Linked DNA regions of Mus musculus: all the other regions are linked to region 3. A link is a contact called in public HiChIP or PLAC-seq data. All regions are on one chromosome and are shown on one strand. Each heading gives the region's core, a stretch centred on a gene start, on an enhancer-like site or on the middle of the called end of the contact. The rest is flanking DNA. Distances are from core to core; before and after follow the strand shown.

Region 1 (4,421 bases), core at 1,097-3,596, 580 kb after region 3:
GCACGGGTGCTTTTCCCCAAAGTAGATGAGACATCAAGAGAGAGTGAATGACGAAAACCAGCAAAAGTATGAGTGAAAAATTAAATCCTATTTCTCAGAAGTTTAGACAATGAAAGCTGACAGGAACGCTAGGGGGAAAGTCACAGGGTCACCAAGAGTGTCACCGGGAAGGTCACCACGAAGGTGAATGTGACTCTTGCAAGCACTCGAGTTAGTGTAAGAATCTCGATTTCAGGGTTTGCGAATCAAACGCTCACAAGGGTTAAATTCTCCATTCACAGTTGGCTCTGTTTCTTATTTAAAACAGTAAGTTTTCCTTCAGCAGAGTCCTTCAGTGAAATCACATGATGGGGAAAGAGGTGGGACATCTCAAACGAAAAGCCAAGGGATGTGGGCAGCTTTGGCCGGTTGGGGTATTAACCAGTTTAGCATGGCTCAGCAGCTGTCTTAAGTGTTATGTCAACTATTATGACATAAGCTAAGGGTGTTGAAATATGAGGATGTGTGTTTTCTGACAGGGAACGGGTGACAATTTGAAGGGTCGGTTTTTTAACATGAGAGAAAAAAAAAGAGTAAGAATTCAGAACAGATTGTCAACCAACAGGACCGTGCAAAAGGGTTTATGTCATTGGGGAAAAGTTGGAACTCTTAAGAATTTTTAAGGAAACTACCATTTTCCTGTTATTTCAGAAATATCTGTAAATGCTAGTGTCTTAAAGGAGAAGCACAGGGCAAACTAAAGTATGTTTTCCATTCTTCTTTTGTTATTTATTCTCTGAAACTTCCTAATCCTGTCTCAGATAAAAGATGCTCACCCCTAAGTAAGGTTTCTGCTTTCATTTCCACCAGGGCAGCAATTCTGTAGGACATACAGGGAGCCTGAGATTTTACGCACCCAGCACCCAGATAAAATGTTTTTGGTTAAAAACTGTCCTTGCTTGATAAGATTATCCTATCCAGACCAAGAATTATCTGTCTTGGTCAAAAAGTCTATGTGGTATCAGCATTATTGTGAACGTTTAGGATTTTTCAAAAAGAGGATTTTAGGCCAATGTCAAAATAATAATGTTAACCTCAGGTAGAAGATATTGCTGTCTCATGTTTATTTGGGGTATAGCGCTTCATTGTAGAAGTATAAAGAGGCTTCTCGCTGGATGCATTTTAATCTGAGGGATGTGCGTGAGTGACTTGCAAAATGACCTATGCGTGGACGTCGGGGCATTAGACAAATCAGTAAATACATACGCTCTCTGTCACCAAGATTTTCTTTGTACCTCTGCTAAGGACAATGGTTACTGAAGTGGACACCAAAGTTAGTGCTGGGTGTTTTAAATGTCTAAACAGTACAAAGTTAGCCAGTCTGTCACGCTAGAAATTAGCCAAGAAAGTCTGTCATCATTGTCGGTTTCAGAAAGTGGACAAATATATGAAAGGATAGAATCAAATTCAGCAAAGGAAAGATGGGCAGGTAACTGAGCAGCCCGGAGCATGTGGTCACGTGACCCGGCCACGCCCACCGGCTTTCAGGACACTTACTTGAACAACGGAGTTCCACAGACAACACATTTATATATTCCAGGATCTTTGTGATGTGTGTACTCTCCTTCAAAGGCACTGATAAACGATAAACAGAGCGTCAAAAACTGTTAACAGAGCTAGTGTTACTTCTTATAGAACACACTGGTTTAAATACATTTCTCTGGTAAAACTTTCAAGGGTCTGGGGCCCTAAAATGAGAACAGACCAGACATATGGAAGCTTGAACAATAGTAATATACTTCGAATATATACATATATATAATAAAATGTGCATATAACTACTCCAAACTAGTACAGGTTAAGTCAAAATATCAAGCCATCTAGTAAGTAATACTTAGAATATTTTTCAAATTAAAAAAAAAAAAAAAGCCCACTGTTTGAGTCACATGAAGAACACTGTTACCTAAGATTTCCGCGGCCCCACACCATACAAGAGGGGGACCAGAAAATGTAGCAGGTCCCAAGTCTTCGAGTGGAAGGAGTCTTATTTTTTGGTTTGAAAAGGAATATTGCAGCTTTAAGGAACTGTTTTTCTAAGTTAGCGATCTTACAGGCGCGGAGGTCACTCGGTTAATGCAGATCAGCTGTGTCGCCCAACAAAAAGGCCGTGTGCTCTGCAGCTTGGTTTTATTATCGTTTCGTCCCTCTTTACGAGGTCCAATTTTTTTTATAAACAGAATTTTTTTTTTTTTAAAGAATGACCTAATCTCTGGTTGTTTGTGTGCATTAAATCATTTTGCTAGGGCATGCACACAACATTGGCGGGCAGAAGTCCTGGACCCTGTGATCCAGCCCTGCCGCCGCCGCTGGTACAAGGAAGGCACACCTTGTGAGAGAGCTTCATTGTTCAGTAAACTCAGTGAACAGTGGGGGCTGTGACAGGGAGAGCGTGCTGTCCATTAACAAGGATCCCTGTGTGGGAAGGAAGCTCTTTCAGATCTTGAATGGAAACACAAAGTCACATCACGAATAAACCTGCATCAGGGGGACCATTTACAGCCTCGTGCCGAGCCCCGTGGTATGAATTAGACAACAAAATCATTAGGCCTTGGCAAGTTACTTTTTCGCTGGAATCAGCTGAGAGAGATTTTATTTTATTCACTAAAAAACAGTCTTGGAAGTGAACGACTGCCCCCCCCCCCCAGGATGTAGGGCGAACTTCCAAGGACCAAAGCCATGCAAGGGCAGTTATTGAAAATTTTTGACATTCCAACCACAAATGAGCCAATAAATACTTTCTCCACATGTGCTTCAAAAAGAAATCCGAGTGGGGTGGAAAGGAACTAAATTATGCTACCTTCTTTTTGCAGCCAAAACGTCTATGCTTTACAATGCCACCTTCAAAATGCCAGCCTCCTGGCATAGCGCCACATCCCTCACAGTTTTCCTTGCTGTGATGTCGTCCAAAAAAAAAAAGGGGGGGGGGCACCCAAATCGCTATTGCTTCCACACATTTCACTGTAAACTAAAAACAGGCCCTTAGCAAAAGTCCCGTGGCTTTATATAGATATAGTTCGCTGAGTGGAGAGAAGCAGAAAAGAAACTCAGCTTTAACTCAAACAGTGCCATCTCCAGCCTTTTCAAAGACAGTCATTTGCAGGCCTTACCCAGCATGCATAGTTTCTTTAAAATAATCAACAGGGAAGAAGACTCCAAGGAGTGGGAGAAAGTGGTGCTTGCCTGCTTGCTTGCCTCCCTGCCTGCCCACCTGCTTGCCTGCTTGCCCGCTTGCCCACCTACTTGCTTGCCTGCCTGCCTGCTTGCCTCCCTGCCTGCCTGCCTGTTTGCCTGCTTGCCCGCCTGCCCACCTGCCTGCCTGCCTGCTTGCCTGCTTGCCCGCCTGCTTGCCTGCTTGCCCACCTGCCTGCTTGCCTGCTTGCCTGCTTGCCCGCCTGCTTGCCTGCCTGCCTGCCTGCCAGCTTGCCTGCCTGCCTGCCTGCCAGCTTGCCTGCCTGCCTGCCTGCCTGCCTGCTTGCTTGCTTGCTTTTATTACAGCACACATTACCTTTCAGTTCCTTTCTCCTGAGTGACATGGTACTGTAGGGGTGTCAGCCGCTTCCTCAGTTCCTGCTGGGAAAAGACCACCTTACAGTTCTTTTTATCCCTACATGACCCTGGAAAGAGAGGATATGGGAGAAAGAGCCATTTAGCCTGAATCCTAAATACTTGCTTTGGCTGGCCGCCACAGCACAGCCTCTACAGTCACTTGTCAATGACCAGAGAATCCCTAGCGGACCACAAAACCTTACCTGAGCTGCAGCCGGTCTCCAAGCTCCAACAGAATGCACTTTAAAAAGCCCCATGATTCCCCTGGCGCAGCAACAACGTGTCACAGCCAAGGCTTGTAGCAGGTGATATTAGAAACTCACTGGGAATTTGTTTACAAGATTGTAGCACATCCTTTATGCCACCTGATACCTTGAAACCCCTTTTAAAACGGTGGATTCAGTAGCATGCATGTATTTGCAGGTATGAAGTGATAGTGGACATACAAAGATCCACTGAATAATTTTGCAACTTGGTAGACTAGCTTGAGGCTGTCACCATGCAACTGTCAACCAAGATGACCACCTACCATCCAATTTATTTTTCTGAGGAACCTAAACATGTCTTTTTTTCTACAGTAGGAACTGCTGTTTTCTATGAGTCTGACAGACATTTAAGTAGGTTCTGTGTGGTCTTTAGAAATGCATGTTTTTTCTAAAGCCTGTGTCTTACCAGCAAGGAACTGCCAGGAGACTTCAGGAGAAGGTATTTACTTATACAAAGAGAGATTCAAGAATTCCAGATTAAGAAAAAGACAGAGACAGAGAGAGACAGAGAGACAGAGAAAGGCAGGAAGAAAAAGACACAGCCACATGGAAGCTGAGCGTGATTTTACT
Region 2 (4,255 bases), core at 1,515-4,014, 520 kb after region 3:
GAGACATCCATGCACCACCTCCGAAAGGCTTTGGGGACACAGACCTCATTGTGCGGCAGAGAAGCCAATGGCTGGACTAAATGATTTCCACAGATTTCCACATAACTGACAGCTATGGAGTACCTGTTCACATGCCTGGCACTGTCCTAGACTCTGAAGATTCAGGTACCAATCCCTGGCCTCTGAGTGCTTACCTGTCAGCCGGAGATACCAATAAGCAAGAAAAGCAGTGACCCATAAGGTGTGGTCAGTAGAAACAAGCCAGGAGAAGACAGGGATAGGGTTGGGGAGGGGAAGTATCGAGGTGTAGAGGGGCCTCTGTGGTGGCTTCGGAAACACATATGAAGGAAGTGGCTGTCCAGTGGGAGAGGAAGGACTGGGGATTAAGGTAAAACCAGGACAGAAGTGGCTTATAGGTGATTTGCTCCATCCTCCCACCAGAGCTGTTTATACACTGAGAAGGGTCTAAGAAGGGGGTGGTATGAAGAGAGAGGTGATGTAAGATGCTCATCAGAATGGAAACACCCAGAGTCTCGCTTTTCTCTCTGCAGGTGCTAAGCTCAGTGCTAAAGGCTCTCTGGTTTCTAATAAACAGTCCTGATAGCTGCGTCGGCATTCCCCGCACTTCCATGTTAAAGGTACATCCTTGCCTTACTGCCAACATACCGTGTCAATTTATTAAAGGACTAAAAGTGAACCTGAAGTGGTTTGATCTATTGCCTGGGAGGAATAAAATATGAAGCAGGCCTACAAAAACAACTCTTGCGTTATTGTATCCCAGTCTGTGCAGGTTTTGGCGACCTCAGGTTGCTTTTCCCTTTTACCACCTATAGAGGCCAACAGGTATCGGCAGCTAAGAGGCACTGGAGGACTCCATGTGCTCATCCCGTGACACAGAGAAACACTTGTTTCTGCTGCCAAAGCGTGTAAGGTGCAGGCTGACAGGAAGCTAGCATCCTGTGACTGGCATACTGTTACTGATCTCACGCGCAGGTCTGGCACTTCGGTCACTCAGCATCCGAGGGAAGTTTGCGGAGGAAAAGCCCGAGGTGGGGCATGAGAGCCTGCACAGCAGTAGTTATTGAGAGAACACAGCTCTCTGGGCAAAATAAACGAGGTTGCTTCAATTCACTAATTGTTTCTTGAGTGTACGTGTGAGCGTGCCTCCCTGTTGAAAAAGTACGGTAAGGACAGACTTAAAGCTTGTTGGAATCTATATGGTCTTCTTAACTCCCCTACACTTTTCAGTAACTACATGACAGTGATTCAGTGTGGTGACCTAAGTTGATTTTCAACCTGTCCTTCTATTCGCTAATTAGGGACTGGCCCTCTGATTAAACAGAAAGGAACACTTCACTTCAACATGTATCTCTGGTACAGGCAAAAGTAACAGAGAAAAGAAGATGAAGTTAGGAGAAGACAACAGTTATCTGCAAGCAAACATGGGTTAGGGTAGCGTTGTGCCACGAAATGTTCGTGAACCCCAAAAGGCAGCCAAGGAGCTGATTCCAATGCGATCGCATTAGGGTCTCTTTATCCAAGTTCAAGCTTGGGCCACACCACTGTCTCTGATGCAGCAGAGCAGGAGGGGGCAGCCCTAAGCTTAGTTTCAGGCAAGCATTTATCGAGACAAGAAGTGGGTATCTAGCCTGGCACACATCTGATGGGGGGGGGGGGTTGGTATTATGGCCTTTATCATAATTGGCTGGTGCTAAGAGTCAAACCATAAATGTAACTTTTGTGTTTTTCCTGATTGGTGGTTGTTAAGAATTGAAGTGCCAGGGGCAGGCTTGTAACCTGGCTTGTAACCTGGGGGTGCATTTTGTTGGGAACTAGCCTGGAAATTGGTTTGGGGGGGGGGGAACTTGGAATACAGACCTTGTTGGGGGGGAGGGGTAGCCTGGTGGTAGGTATTGGCATGTTACTTAACTTGAGTTCAACCTCAGGTCAGGTTCTCTAAGAGTCTGAACCCAAAAGACCTGGCGCCTCCATAAAGCAGTGCCTGGAAAACAATGGAGGTGACCTCAGGGTGCCCATCACAATATGCTTTAAAGGCTCCTCCCAGCACACCGGGTCACAGAGCTTGGCACGGGTGTTCACTTCTATCTCTGCCACCACATCGGTGCCTGCCATTCACTGCCTGCTGTTTCTCAGGGAAGACTAGCTTCCTCTCAGGTCTACTGGTCTGGGCTCGAGAGTGCACAAGCCCAAAGGGAGCGCACATGGAGCCCATTCACTCCAGCTTCTGGCCGGGCCAGAGGCTCAGATGATGGATGGAAGTTGTCAATGATACATTGTTTCCTTAGCCGCCTGCGAGCTCTGCCTCCCTGGCCCCAGCCAATTGGCAACGCGCTGGGATCACTCAGCACACCTGGCAGTAACTGAAAGAAACTGGTTGCCTGATGAAGAAATCTCTGAAGCCTGCTGTTAGTGATTTCATCCAGGGATAGACTCTCCGGTGTGCGCTCTCAGATCCTTTAAGCACTTATGCAGCTCTTTATATTTTACAGGGAAACGCTGCACCTGAGTATTCTAGTCGCCATTCCAAAGGTGCAGGTAAAAACAGTTCGAAGGGGAACATTGACTCTCACAGGAATCCTTTCCCACTCTGCAAGGTTCAGGGAGGGAACCTGCAGAGAACCCAGAGACAGGGCATCCTAGGGAAGAGACAGAGAATGAGATTTAACTCTGACTGCAGTTCCCAGCCTCCATCGCCTGGACCCGGACCGCCCACCCGAGAAACACAAGCAGTGCACCCTCCACACAGATGCATAGCTCTGCACTGAGGTATTTCCCACTGTCCCTCCAGGCCTTTCTCATAGGATGCTTTGGCTTTTTTACTGTCAGCTTCTCTTAAGTGTTTGATCTGCAAAATGAAGCGCTTTCAAAGCTAGGCCTTTACACTTGGGCACATGGGCTCGCGAAGGGAACGGAAGAGAGTTCTCAGAAGAAGAGCGATTTACTTTGCCATCAGTACTGTTTCCTCCCGCGCTGCTTGAGGACACCTGTGCGCAAGCAGGAGCCCTGCTTCTTTGTGCTTGCGAGATTAATCTTGTGTCAAGGAAATGGTTGTGAACTCACCAGGTGTGTGTTACGATTCGACAGAAAGACCGAGTGATGTGCGGGCATCTTCGATCATCAGCGATACAGGAGTTGTCATCTACAGAAGATGACTAAGGCTTGGAGGGCCGCTAAAGAGTTGCTTAGTTTTGGGAACACTCTTTGTGTTTGTGGATATTCTACCTTTCTGTTGATCGAGATACATTAATAATGGTCTAAAACAAATGTCAAGGACATTATGATGGCTTTAGCAGTAACACATTCGGCACAACCTGTGTGAACTTGGATTTAATGGGTGACTTCAAGAGTATTAAAGAAAGTTAGGTGATCTCTTAGTCTCCCGCTTACAATTCTTACCTGGGGAAGGCAGCAGAATCCCTAGTATTTCCAGGAGAGACTGACTCTCCTGGACTACTGACCATTCCAAGATTTTACCTCTTTGACTGACTTTTAAGCTCCTGACATAATGCTGCTTACTAGCTGAGGAACTGAGGAGCCTAGGCCAGATAAGGACTCTTGGAGCCTCTGAACCCAGACGAGAAGCTCAACGTTTCCCTCGGCTCAAAGACAAAGCCTTTGGAAGGCAGAGTCCGTCTGGTAGTGCCAGAAATGAAGCTTGTGAGAAGCAGGTCCCTGCCCCTCTTTAGAACAATGGAGACAACACGCCTTCTCCATAGGGCCAAGCACTGGTTGCCTTCTGTGAGAACTATCCTGTTTTGGCATAATCTCTTTGATCTCCTCAGGGCACCTTTGAAAAAAATCTTTCCTGAGTTCTTGCTGATGTTATCTTGCCTGGAGGGGTCGGGGGATGATTACTCCAACCCTGAATTACAGGACTAGACACAAGCAGATCAGAAGTTAGGGACTTGGGGAAGGCTAATACCTCTTGTCTCAGCTTTTCAGTGCCTTTAGAATTTGTTTAGGGAACTCAGCATTAAGGACAGGTTATGAGCAAAAGGAAAGTAGATGCATAATCGATTTGAAAGCAGATTTTAAAAAGAGGGTGGCACCTCGGAGGCTGGTGAGATGGCTCATTGGGTAAAGTCATTCACCACCAAGCCATGGGAGGACATGGCTTCAATCCCTGGAATTCACACAGTGGAAGGAGAGAGTTCTGCAATCAGATTCCCTAGAGGGCAGAGCCCAGGTCTGGTATTATGGCCACTAATTAGCGGAGCCCCAGAAAATGCTGCCA
Region 3 (4,187 bases), core at 950-3,449:
TTTTTACTTCAAGCTGAGGCATTCTGACTGCTAACTCACCCTCTACCTAATGCTTCATCGCACATAAACTGTGTCATTCACAAGGGTACCAGAACACTACATAAGACTACCCTCAAGCTATGCATATAAAGTATATATGGAAGAAAAGAATTTTATATTTAGACTTGGGGACCATCCCCAACATATCTCAGGTGCATACGCAAATATTTGAAAAAAAAAAAAAAAAAAAAAAACAACTGAAACACTCTGGTCCCAAATACGTGGATGAAAAATTTAACTATATTTTGGGCTGGAGGGATGGCTCAACAGTTAAGAGAACTTGCTGTGGTAGCAGATGAGGTTTCAATGCCTGTCAATCACATGACAATTTAGGTATCTGTAATGGCAACTACAGAGGATGTAGTGATCTAGTGCCCTCTTCTGGTCTTCATGGGTACTGCATGCACATGGTATGCCTTGATAACATTCAGGCAAAACATTTGTACGCATAAAATAAAAATAAATAAACCATCAAAAGAAACCGATTTACATTTTATAGAGTGTATTTAGAGTTCTTCTTCCTGGAGCTCAATAGATAGACCAGGCTAGCTTCTAACTCATAGATCTGTCTGCTGCTGCCCCCAGCTAATAAGTAGTAGCGATTGAAAATGACCTGTTTGAAGAGTTGAATCAGCTTTGCTTAACGCTATCAAATAAAATACATTGAGAGAGAGAATGGTTTCTGTCCTGGTCAATACGAGAGACTCGCTGATGGCATGTGACTTTCAGAAGCCATGAGATCTGTCCATTGGCAGCCAGTGGAGCTGGTGTGGTTAGTGCCACCGGTAAGTGAGCCACTGAGTGGGCTCCTGATGGGATGAATTTCATTAGGTGTCAGGCTTTGAGCTGAGTGGCTAAGATGCATGGAGGTGGTGTGTGAGAAAGGAAGGACCCTGCAGGCCAGAGCAGGGAGGGAGGCTCTGCTCTGTGTCTCTGGTTTCTTACTCCTCCTTCGTTCTGGTTCTGCCCCGTATATCTAAATATCAGCCCCGTGTACTAAATATCAGCTTCCTTCCTTTTTCTTCTACTTCCCTGCCTTCTCTCTCTCTCTCTCTCTCTCTCTCTCTCTCTCTCTCCCTCTCTCTCTCTCTCCTGCCCTTGGTTTCTTCTTTCTCTCTTTCCCTTTTGCTCATCTCCACTCTTCGCCCTTTCCTCCCTCCTACTTCCCCCTTTTGTTCTTTATAATTATTTTAACTTCTCGCCTGCCTGCCTACCTGCCTTCCTTCCTTCTTCTTTTTCTTTCTTTGCTCCTTTCCCCTCCCTCTTCTTTCTTTTCTCCCCCCCCCCCCCGCCCCTCTCTCTCCCCTTTTAGCTAAACCTCCCAAGATCCTTTATTCCTTCGTAATATGACGTCATTCGCAGACCCTTCTCCTTTTCTCTGGCCTCTGAGCTTTGTTACAGTTAGAGCGGTGCTTTCTCAACTCACCTCCCCTGCTGGCCCTGCCCCAGATAGGGTATTTCCAGGTCAGAGGTGAGTAGGACTCTACTCTGCCCTCCCAGGATCTCTATACTCGTTTTCGTTAAAGCGACACTCGCAGAGGTGGCTCCCTAGGGCAAAGGAGGTAGCTTTGATTGTGAACACACTCAAAAAAACGGGTTTCCCGAGGCTTTCATGAACACTAGCTAATTCCAATTTGCCGCAGCTTGGTGGGGATGGAACACTCATTTCTTCCAGCTTGGACTTACAGGCTGCCTCTCTGTGGAATGCTAACCACCACCGAGCCGGCCAGGCTGCTTGATGGAGGGTCCAGACTATCGGATTCAGTGGAAACTACAGGGGGAGTTTGAGGGGAGCAGAATGTAATTACTTGAGCTGGACTCGGGCCAGCATTCTGGAGTTAACACAACTGGCCTTAGAGAGTCCGCTGTAAGATCTCCGGTGGCCACAAATGGTTAGGTCTGTGGTTTTAGGTTTCTTCAGAAAGGTAAACAGCACAGTTGAGCACAGTGCCCCCTAACACCACGCGGGCATCTTATTCACAGGGACCCAGGGAGAAAGAGGCCACCTACGGAATCAGAAACACCGTTTCCTGAAGTACCTTCTTGTCCCTGGGAGGTCTCTCATCCCTAGTCAGAACCTGACAAGCTCGCAGGCTGAGTGCTACGGCTGCCAGACTAAATTATGCGCTTATCATTTCTCCCCGTGTTGTCTGGGATTCCAGCAACCAAACAGTGGGGAACTCCTGATTCACATTTCTGCTCAAAACACACTCGTCGTCGTTTCTCCTCTCTGTAAAGCTCCCGGATCCCACAGTCCAAGTTAAACACAACTGGAATTTCCCTATAAGTCAAAAAAAAGTATTAATTCCGAGACCACATATTTTTCTTCTTGTAGGGTACATACGCATTTAAACACAGCACATGGGGCAGATCATCTGAAAACGGGGAAAAGCTCGGAGGGAAAAACAAAACAAACAAAAACAAACAAACAAACTAAGAGAGCAGAGATTTGGTTGGGTGTCTGACCCTGCAATGGGAATTTTCCTCTGTGGTTTGCTGGGAGAATACTAAAGGCCAGGCTGGAAGTTTCTATACCACATAGATCTTCAATGAGGGTGACTTAGGGCGGGAAGGAAGTAAGATGAGTCTTGGGCACTATTAGGGTGGCATGCGGCTGAACTAATGAATCCTGGGCTCTGGCACATCTGAGCTCTCTGGACTGTAACAGTCATCTTTTATGAATTAAAACGGCAATCTAAAGTTTTATAAATGTTAGCTCTTCTAATTGACGGTGGCCTGTCTAACGCAGAGGAAGTCGAGAATATCTCTCCCCTTGTTTCCCTTTTCACTTCTGCAAGTTCAATCTTCAGGAACTCCGACAAGGTCTTCATTTTTATGACGACCCACGCTGACTCCCAAATATATGATTTTTTTTTTCGCCCAGTAATGTTTGTGCCCATCTGGTTTGAATTTAGCATTCTTATGAGTCACTTCACTGTGATAGGAACACTCTGCTATAGAAAACTTCTGTTAATATTTTAACATTTTAAATCAAACATGCACACAGCATTACCCAAGTCTCCTTGCAATTACAGAAAACCCATGCCCTCTGTCCTTCATGGTTGCTGCCTTCACATTTATTTTCCTTAAATTGAACATAGTACACAGTAAATAAGTGTGCATCCCAGACAGATGTGGTGTGTGGTAAATAAGTGTGCATCCCAGACAGATGTGGTGTGTGGTAAATAAGTGTGCATCCCAGACAGATGTGGTGTGTGGTAAATAAGAGTGCATCCCAGACACATGTGGTGCGGAGTAAATAAGTGTGCATCCCAGACACATGTGGCGAGTGGTAAATAAGTGTGCATCCCAGACAGATGTGGTGTGTGGTAAATAAGTGTGCATCCCAGACAGATGTGGTGTGTGGTAAATAAGTGTGCATCCCAGACGCATGCTCAGCAGCATGGACCAGTGTATCCCTTTACTGCCTGAGAGCCTTTTGCAGCACCGTTTGCCTCGAGAGTAGGAGGGATGGCTGACTCTATAGGAAGTCATTTCCGTCTCATGGCTGACACTTAACCCATTTAAAAGAGCCCCATTTATTTTGCCCTCAACATAGACTTTATAACTTATGTTTTACTACCCAAATTTCCTGAAGCTTGTTTGAACCCATTTTCCTTTTACTGCTGGACAAAGTTTCTCAGAGTAGTCTTTAAGGCGAGAGGGAGGAGGGGGAAAATGTTAGGAATCTCTTTAAGAAAATACAGCAGGGTCTCCCCCACCTTCTTAGGCAAATGAATGGTTCTCTGAGAGGGGAGACTGAGCTGTGTACTTAGTGGGTAAATTGAATCTGCACATGGGGTGGACATAATTTAACTTAAAAAAATAAAAAGGACAATTTTGAAGGATTATTTGTCTATATTAAAAGTGAAGTAAGTACGCCCTAACAGGCCAGACCATTTTCTTCTTTATTTGGCTTTATGTAAAATATTTCATCTTAATTTTGGAAGGGGGAAAAAAAAAAGACAGCGTTTTAAATCAGCACTCCAGGCCTGTTTGTAAGGTGGGCATGGGTTCTGCACTTCCAGGAAGATAGAAATGAGCTCCTGTTCTGAGTGAGGAATAGGGTTTCGCTCCCTCTTTCCTTATTAAAGTTCCTGCAGTTATGTCCTCATCTGCAAAAACAAAGCTTAAGAAAACAAGAGTCC
Region 4 (4,663 bases), core at 2,049-4,548, 600 kb after region 3:
TAGGGAGAAAATAGACACGGAGCCTTGGCTGTACGTTTGTGGTCCAGTTGTTGTTGCACGTGTCTATAGCGATGAAAAACTGCCGTATGGTAGAAAGGTTTCCCTCATGTGCAGACACAATGCAATGGGTGAGCCTTGCCAGGTCTGCAGCCCGCCTCTCTGTCTCTGTCTACCCTCACCTTTTCCCATCTGCTCTCATCACCGGCTTCAAGACTCCCGACTCTTGATGTTACCGCGCGCCCTCAAATCCATCCACGCACGCGCAGGCCAGGGAGCAGCGTACCAAAAAGGGGTTGGGGGCGGGGCTCTGTGCAGTAGGCTGCATTTACTCCTGAGTTGTCATAGATCAACAACGTGAAATCTACTTTTTACAAGTGCCTTCTCTGACACTTGAAATCAAGTTGCTATCTCAAGCCCTATCATAGCTGTGTAGGAAAACCCAGAGCCCCCCCCCCCCCTCCGCCACCCCTTGTACTGGAAATCCCCCTCTCCCCACTCCGGGCCATGCAATTAACCGCTGCGCATGCTTTGCGATCAGCCATCTTCCTTGTGGAGGCCTCCTAAGCTTCAGAGAGCCACCTCCCTTCCAAAACTTCTGTCACTACAGAAGGCAGCTAGGATCACTCCGCTCTTGCTCCCCACTCTACCCAAGGCACAGACGTGTCCAGTCTAGCCACACCAACATATGGTCAGAGGGCCTCCTCCGGTTTTATTTCTCTCTTCTACTTGTTGAAAAACCCAATCAACTGAGCCTTGTTTATCACCATATCCCCACTGCTCACGGCATGCATTCGACTCTTTGTAAGTGTTTAATAACATAATAAAATTCTCTACCGGATATATTGATAAAGATGTATACAGTAATGGGACTATAAATAGTATTAACAATCATATTCACTGAAGTAAAACATTTGACCATTGCGAATTTCATAATAAAATTGAGATACTAACTTAAATGTTATAGACACACAGTGAAAGTTTGAACTTTTATGCTTCTTTGGTTTAAGTGCTTAAAAATCACATCTTTAAAAAGTATACTGGTTCTATCTTATCTTATTTTTATCTTTTAAGACTTATTTATTTATTTTATGTATGTGAGTTCACTGTAGGTGTCTTCAGACACACCAGAAGAAGGCATCAGATCCCATCACAAATGGTTGTGAGCCACCGTGTGGTTACTGGGAACTGCACTCAGGACCTCTGGAAGAGCAGCCAGTGCTCTTAACCACTGAGCCATCTCTCCAGCCTGTGGTTCTAATTTTGGACCCAGTTTGAAACATGCTATATCCGTTCTGTTTATTTGGTTCTTGTTAATAGAAACTCTTGGCTACAGTATACGTGACACAATTACCTTAAAGTTTCCCATTTTCACTTTTTCCCTAAAGGATCGGCCACATGTACAGCGAGAAGCTTGGCATTCCCTTAACAAGCTGAAAGTTCTACCTCCTGTGCACTGACTTGTAGATGTGTACCCATGCACTGGAGAACAAGACGACACGGGGAAACACTGGTGACAAGTGAGTGCTGGGCGAGGGACCTCCAATATTGAAAGGACCATGGAAATGGGTGTCACTCAGAGGACGGTGAGGGTTTGTAACCAATCTCCATCTTTAAATTAGGGTCCAAATAAAAGAGATCAAGTTTAGTAAAGCATGCTGGTGTACCATTTCCTGCAGCAGAAATACCCACTCTGCCCGGTGCCCTACCACAGAACAACAATTGGCAACCTGAGGGGAGCCCGCAGGCTCTCGGGGCCACGGGCTGGCTCTTCGTCACCAAGTGCAGCAGGTTGAAGGCAGACATAGCTGTGGTATCTCCAGCAGAGGCAAAGGCAGCGGCAGAAGCTGAGTAGGAAAGAGGAAACAAAAACAACGAATTAAAACCTCAGGAACGGTAGGCACACTCATGGAACAACTGATGGCTTGGGTTGACCTAGGGCTAAGCGCACGCACAGTGCTAATAAACCATAGTGCGGCGGTTTCGGATGGACAGCTGACTCTCCCTGCCACTGTGAATTCCTGCACTCGCTGAGGAGGCTGGCTTTATCCCCAGTACATATGTGAGTGCAATCGAGGCTCGAAGATCCAAGGACACAGAGCAAACGTGGTGTGGGAAACGCTCATTTAACAGCAGAGCCAAAATGTGTCCTTACGTAGAGACTTGCCCTTTAAGACAAGGGAAAAAAAAAAAAAACAAAAAAACAAAAGATGAAGGACGACTATGAGACTTTGCTCCACAATCCGTTAACTTTGAAGAAGGCATAGGGAAGGTGCCCTTTCGTTTAATTCTATGATTTTTAACCTCTAAATAAAATTCTGGGAGTAGAACTCATGACCCAACATTGAAAGGGGTAGAAAATATTTTACTGAAGTCTTGAGAAATGAATCACGTAGAAGAATCCCCAACCTATACGATATTAAGACAAAAGTCCAGCTTGTGGGGTTTTCATAAGCATGCCACACAGGGCTGTGATTGGTGCGTAAACATCTCACGCAGGGCCATGATTGGTGCGTAAAGATCTCACGCAGGGCCGTGATTGGTGTGGACTAAGTTCAAATGAGATTGAAGAATACTGGGTGATTATCAATCTCTCGTGTTTTATTTAAAAACGCCGTGTTAAGTAACTTCAACTGCCTAATGTCCAAAGATGGAATGAAACTAATGTCTTGATCATTTCCTCGCCGCCACCCCCTCCATTCCCTACCCTGAAATAAAAGTCTTTTCCTGGACTCTCCTGACCCCCTTGAAGAGCAAACATGTGATAAACAGTAATCTATTTGACCAAGTCGCTCTGGAGTATATCTGACCGAAATCTGCTTGTATTAACATGCCTGAACTCTGACTTTCCCAAACTAAACTCACTACAGAAGCAAAACATTTTTGTGTTACTAACTGGAGGGGTTGGGGTGGGGGTGGGGGCTAAGAATCACAATGCGCAGCCTGAGAACCGTTAGACATAAATAAAGATGTCATTTTCACGAGTGACTGCGGAGCAGGCAAAGACTGCATGCCTTTGTAGCAGACTACTGGCTAATAAAAGATCAAAGGTCTATACCTCACAACGCCGTAAATAAAAATGTAAGTTTTTTTTTCCCCCTCCATGAGACCCTTCCCCATGAGGGATAAAGTATGTGCGGTAAATGTAATTACTTAGCAAAGCTGCGGCCTCTCAGTGCTCCCGCAGCTGACCATAAAATGCCTTCCTATTCCGTTTCATCAACCGCTGTACCAGGCGGCCTGGGCGCCTACGGATCACTGTGGCCATCTGGCTTGTGTCAAAGCCAGCACACAGGAAGCAAGGCAGTGACGTCACTCCGCAGGTCAGGCAAAGAACAAAGATGCCGGCTACAATTAAAAGCCTAGGACTGCAAATACCAGGGGCTCAAAGTGGCTGTGATTTAATAGTCCTTACTCGATCTTTTTTTTTTTTTTTCCCCTACCCAAATAGCCAGAGCGCCATCTAGTGGCAAATTGGTCTTGCCCAGTTTGGGGGCGTTTAAACTGCTTTGTTTCCTTTTTGGTGCTTAAAGTCGACCCTGGAAGTGCTATACTAACACCAAGCAGTGCAGCAATGGATAGAGTTACTGACACAGACACCTTGGCTTTTCGGATGTGGAAGAACGAAGGAACACAACCTGTCATGGTGTGAGCCACTCACAAATCTCCCGTGTTATAGGCTGGGCACTGATACAGCCTTAATTACGTGAATGCTCACAAGTATGTTAGAGAAGGTGGGCAAGTTTACAGAATGCTTGTGAAGTGCCCAGCACCCTGGGAATATGTGTCTGAGCCATGGACTGAAAGGCAGTTCTGCCCACCTGTGTCTGCATGCCCTGCTTAGCTCCGTCCAACAGAAGCACCCACGAGATGCGCCTTTAATGTGTCCGGTCCGGGAACAGGAGCATGGTAAACAATATTTTGGGACTGAGGTTTTGAGGGAAGAGAGGGAGGAGTGTGTATTTTTACACTTGCAATAGAAAACGGACCCTGACGACAGATGTAAAATACACAACCCATTCCCAGAAAGATGCCTGTCACCGTGGATGTGTGCTAGCTTTGTTGCCGGACTGCCTGGCTGGAACTCTGTCTGTCTCTGTAACTGCTTGTATGACCTTGGACAAGTTACTTACCTTTGCTTCTCCGACTCTAAAATAGCAGTTCAAAAGAGCAATTAGCTAAAGGGACCTCTCCTAGTATGTGGTATATGTTTTTTTAAAAAAAAGTTAGCTGTCAGATATTTGCTTAGTATTACATGAGCCGGAAAACATTTACGAAAACTAAATCTCCCATCAGTACATTCTGATCCTGGTTTCACCTCTGCTCAACTCTTCCCAGGTCCTCCCAGACCCCTCCTCCCCATCCATCTAACTCCATGCCTTCTTCCTGTGTTTCTCACCACATCCTATCCTGTCCCATGGCCCTGCTGGATGCACTGCTCACGGTTTCCCCAGAACAAGCCTCCGTTGCGAGTCCATGCTCTCTGATACTGTTTCCCACCATCTGCTGGTCACAGCATAGCTTTCCCAGCGCTGACCCTACAGAACGCCTGACGAGCCCCCGGCTCTCCTATGGCAGTTTTCAGGATACTGGTGTGGTTTGCACTCTTGCCTCTTCTAAATTAACGCTGCAGGGCAGGGAGGGGACCTTTTTGTATCTCACTACC

The links. HiChIP or PLAC-seq counts read pairs in DNA pulled down with a chosen protein or histone mark.
Region 1: a contact with region 3 is called in an H3K4me3 HiChIP or PLAC-seq map of embryonic limb bud, with 7 times the contacts expected there. The contact joins two enhancer-like sites. A contact is called at or near these places in 1 of 15 datasets of contacts at CTCF or cohesin (stem cell-derived epiblast-like cells), 15 of 484 Hi-C or Micro-C datasets (the C10 cell line, CD8 T cells, the HPC-7 cell line and 11 more) and 9 of 115 datasets of contacts at active chromatin or transcription factors (bone marrow-derived macrophages, craniofacial prominence, embryonic basal ganglia and 6 more).
Region 2: an H3K4me3 HiChIP or PLAC-seq map of embryonic limb bud shows a contact between it and region 3, with 4 times the contacts expected there. The contact joins two enhancer-like sites. A contact is called at or near these places in 1 of 484 Hi-C or Micro-C datasets (bone marrow-derived macrophages), 4 of 115 datasets of contacts at active chromatin or transcription factors (embryonic basal ganglia, embryonic limb bud and embryonic stem cells) and 1 of 9 other capture datasets (embryonic stem cells).
Region 4: a contact with region 3 is called in an H3K4me3 HiChIP or PLAC-seq map of craniofacial prominence, with 7 times the contacts expected there. The contact joins two enhancer-like sites. A contact is called at or near these places in 3 of 15 datasets of contacts at CTCF or cohesin (the NIH/3T3 cell line, large pre-B cells and stem cell-derived epiblast-like cells), 18 of 484 Hi-C or Micro-C datasets (the C10 cell line, CD8 T cells, the HL-1 cell line and 14 more), 17 of 115 datasets of contacts at active chromatin or transcription factors (the NIH/3T3 cell line, bone marrow-derived macrophages, cardiomyocytes and 13 more) and 1 of 9 other capture datasets (embryonic stem cells).

What each region holds. Positions count from the first base shown.
Region 1 is chr10:120,848,440-120,852,860 of GRCm38.p6, forward strand. Msrb3 (methionine sulfoxide reductase B3) reads right to left here. Exons shown (of 7, transcript NM_177092.4): 3 at 3,545-3,653; 4 at 1,537-1,614. Among named protein-coding and RNA genes, the nearest start is that of Gm15910, 7.0 kb to the right of the region's middle. Within about 2 kb of position 2,347, at least 39 of the 459 cell types and tissues checked have an H3K27ac peak or open chromatin away from gene starts, as enhancers often do. A contact at or near this core is called in embryonic fibroblasts, embryonic forebrain and embryonic limb bud, where this site is marked.
Region 2 is chr10:120,785,162-120,789,416 of GRCm38.p6, forward strand. The region is part of intron 6 of Msrb3 (methionine sulfoxide reductase B3); the gene reads right to left. Among named protein-coding and RNA genes, the nearest start is that of 4921513I03Rik, 22 kb to the left of the region's middle. Within about 2 kb of position 2,765, at least 13 of the 459 cell types and tissues checked have an H3K27ac peak or open chromatin away from gene starts, as enhancers often do. A contact at or near this core is called in embryonic limb bud, where this site is marked.
Region 3 is chr10:120,270,597-120,274,783 of GRCm38.p6, forward strand. No RefSeq gene overlaps it. Among named protein-coding and RNA genes, the nearest start is that of Llph, 46 kb to the left of the region's middle. Within about 2 kb of position 2,200, at least 69 of the 459 cell types and tissues checked have an H3K27ac peak or open chromatin away from gene starts, as enhancers often do. A contact at or near this core is called in craniofacial prominence, embryonic fibroblasts, embryonic forebrain and 2 more, where this site is marked.
Region 4 is chr10:120,869,308-120,873,970 of GRCm38.p6, forward strand. It overlaps Msrb3 (methionine sulfoxide reductase B3), which reads right to left. Exons shown (of 7, transcript NM_177092.4): 2 at 1,728-1,844. The coding sequence starts at 1,803. Among named protein-coding and RNA genes, the nearest start is that of Gm15910, 14 kb to the left of the region's middle. Within about 2 kb of position 3,299, at least 93 of the 459 cell types and tissues checked have an H3K27ac peak or open chromatin away from gene starts, as enhancers often do. A contact at or near this core is called in craniofacial prominence, embryonic limb bud and tail fibroblasts, where this site is marked.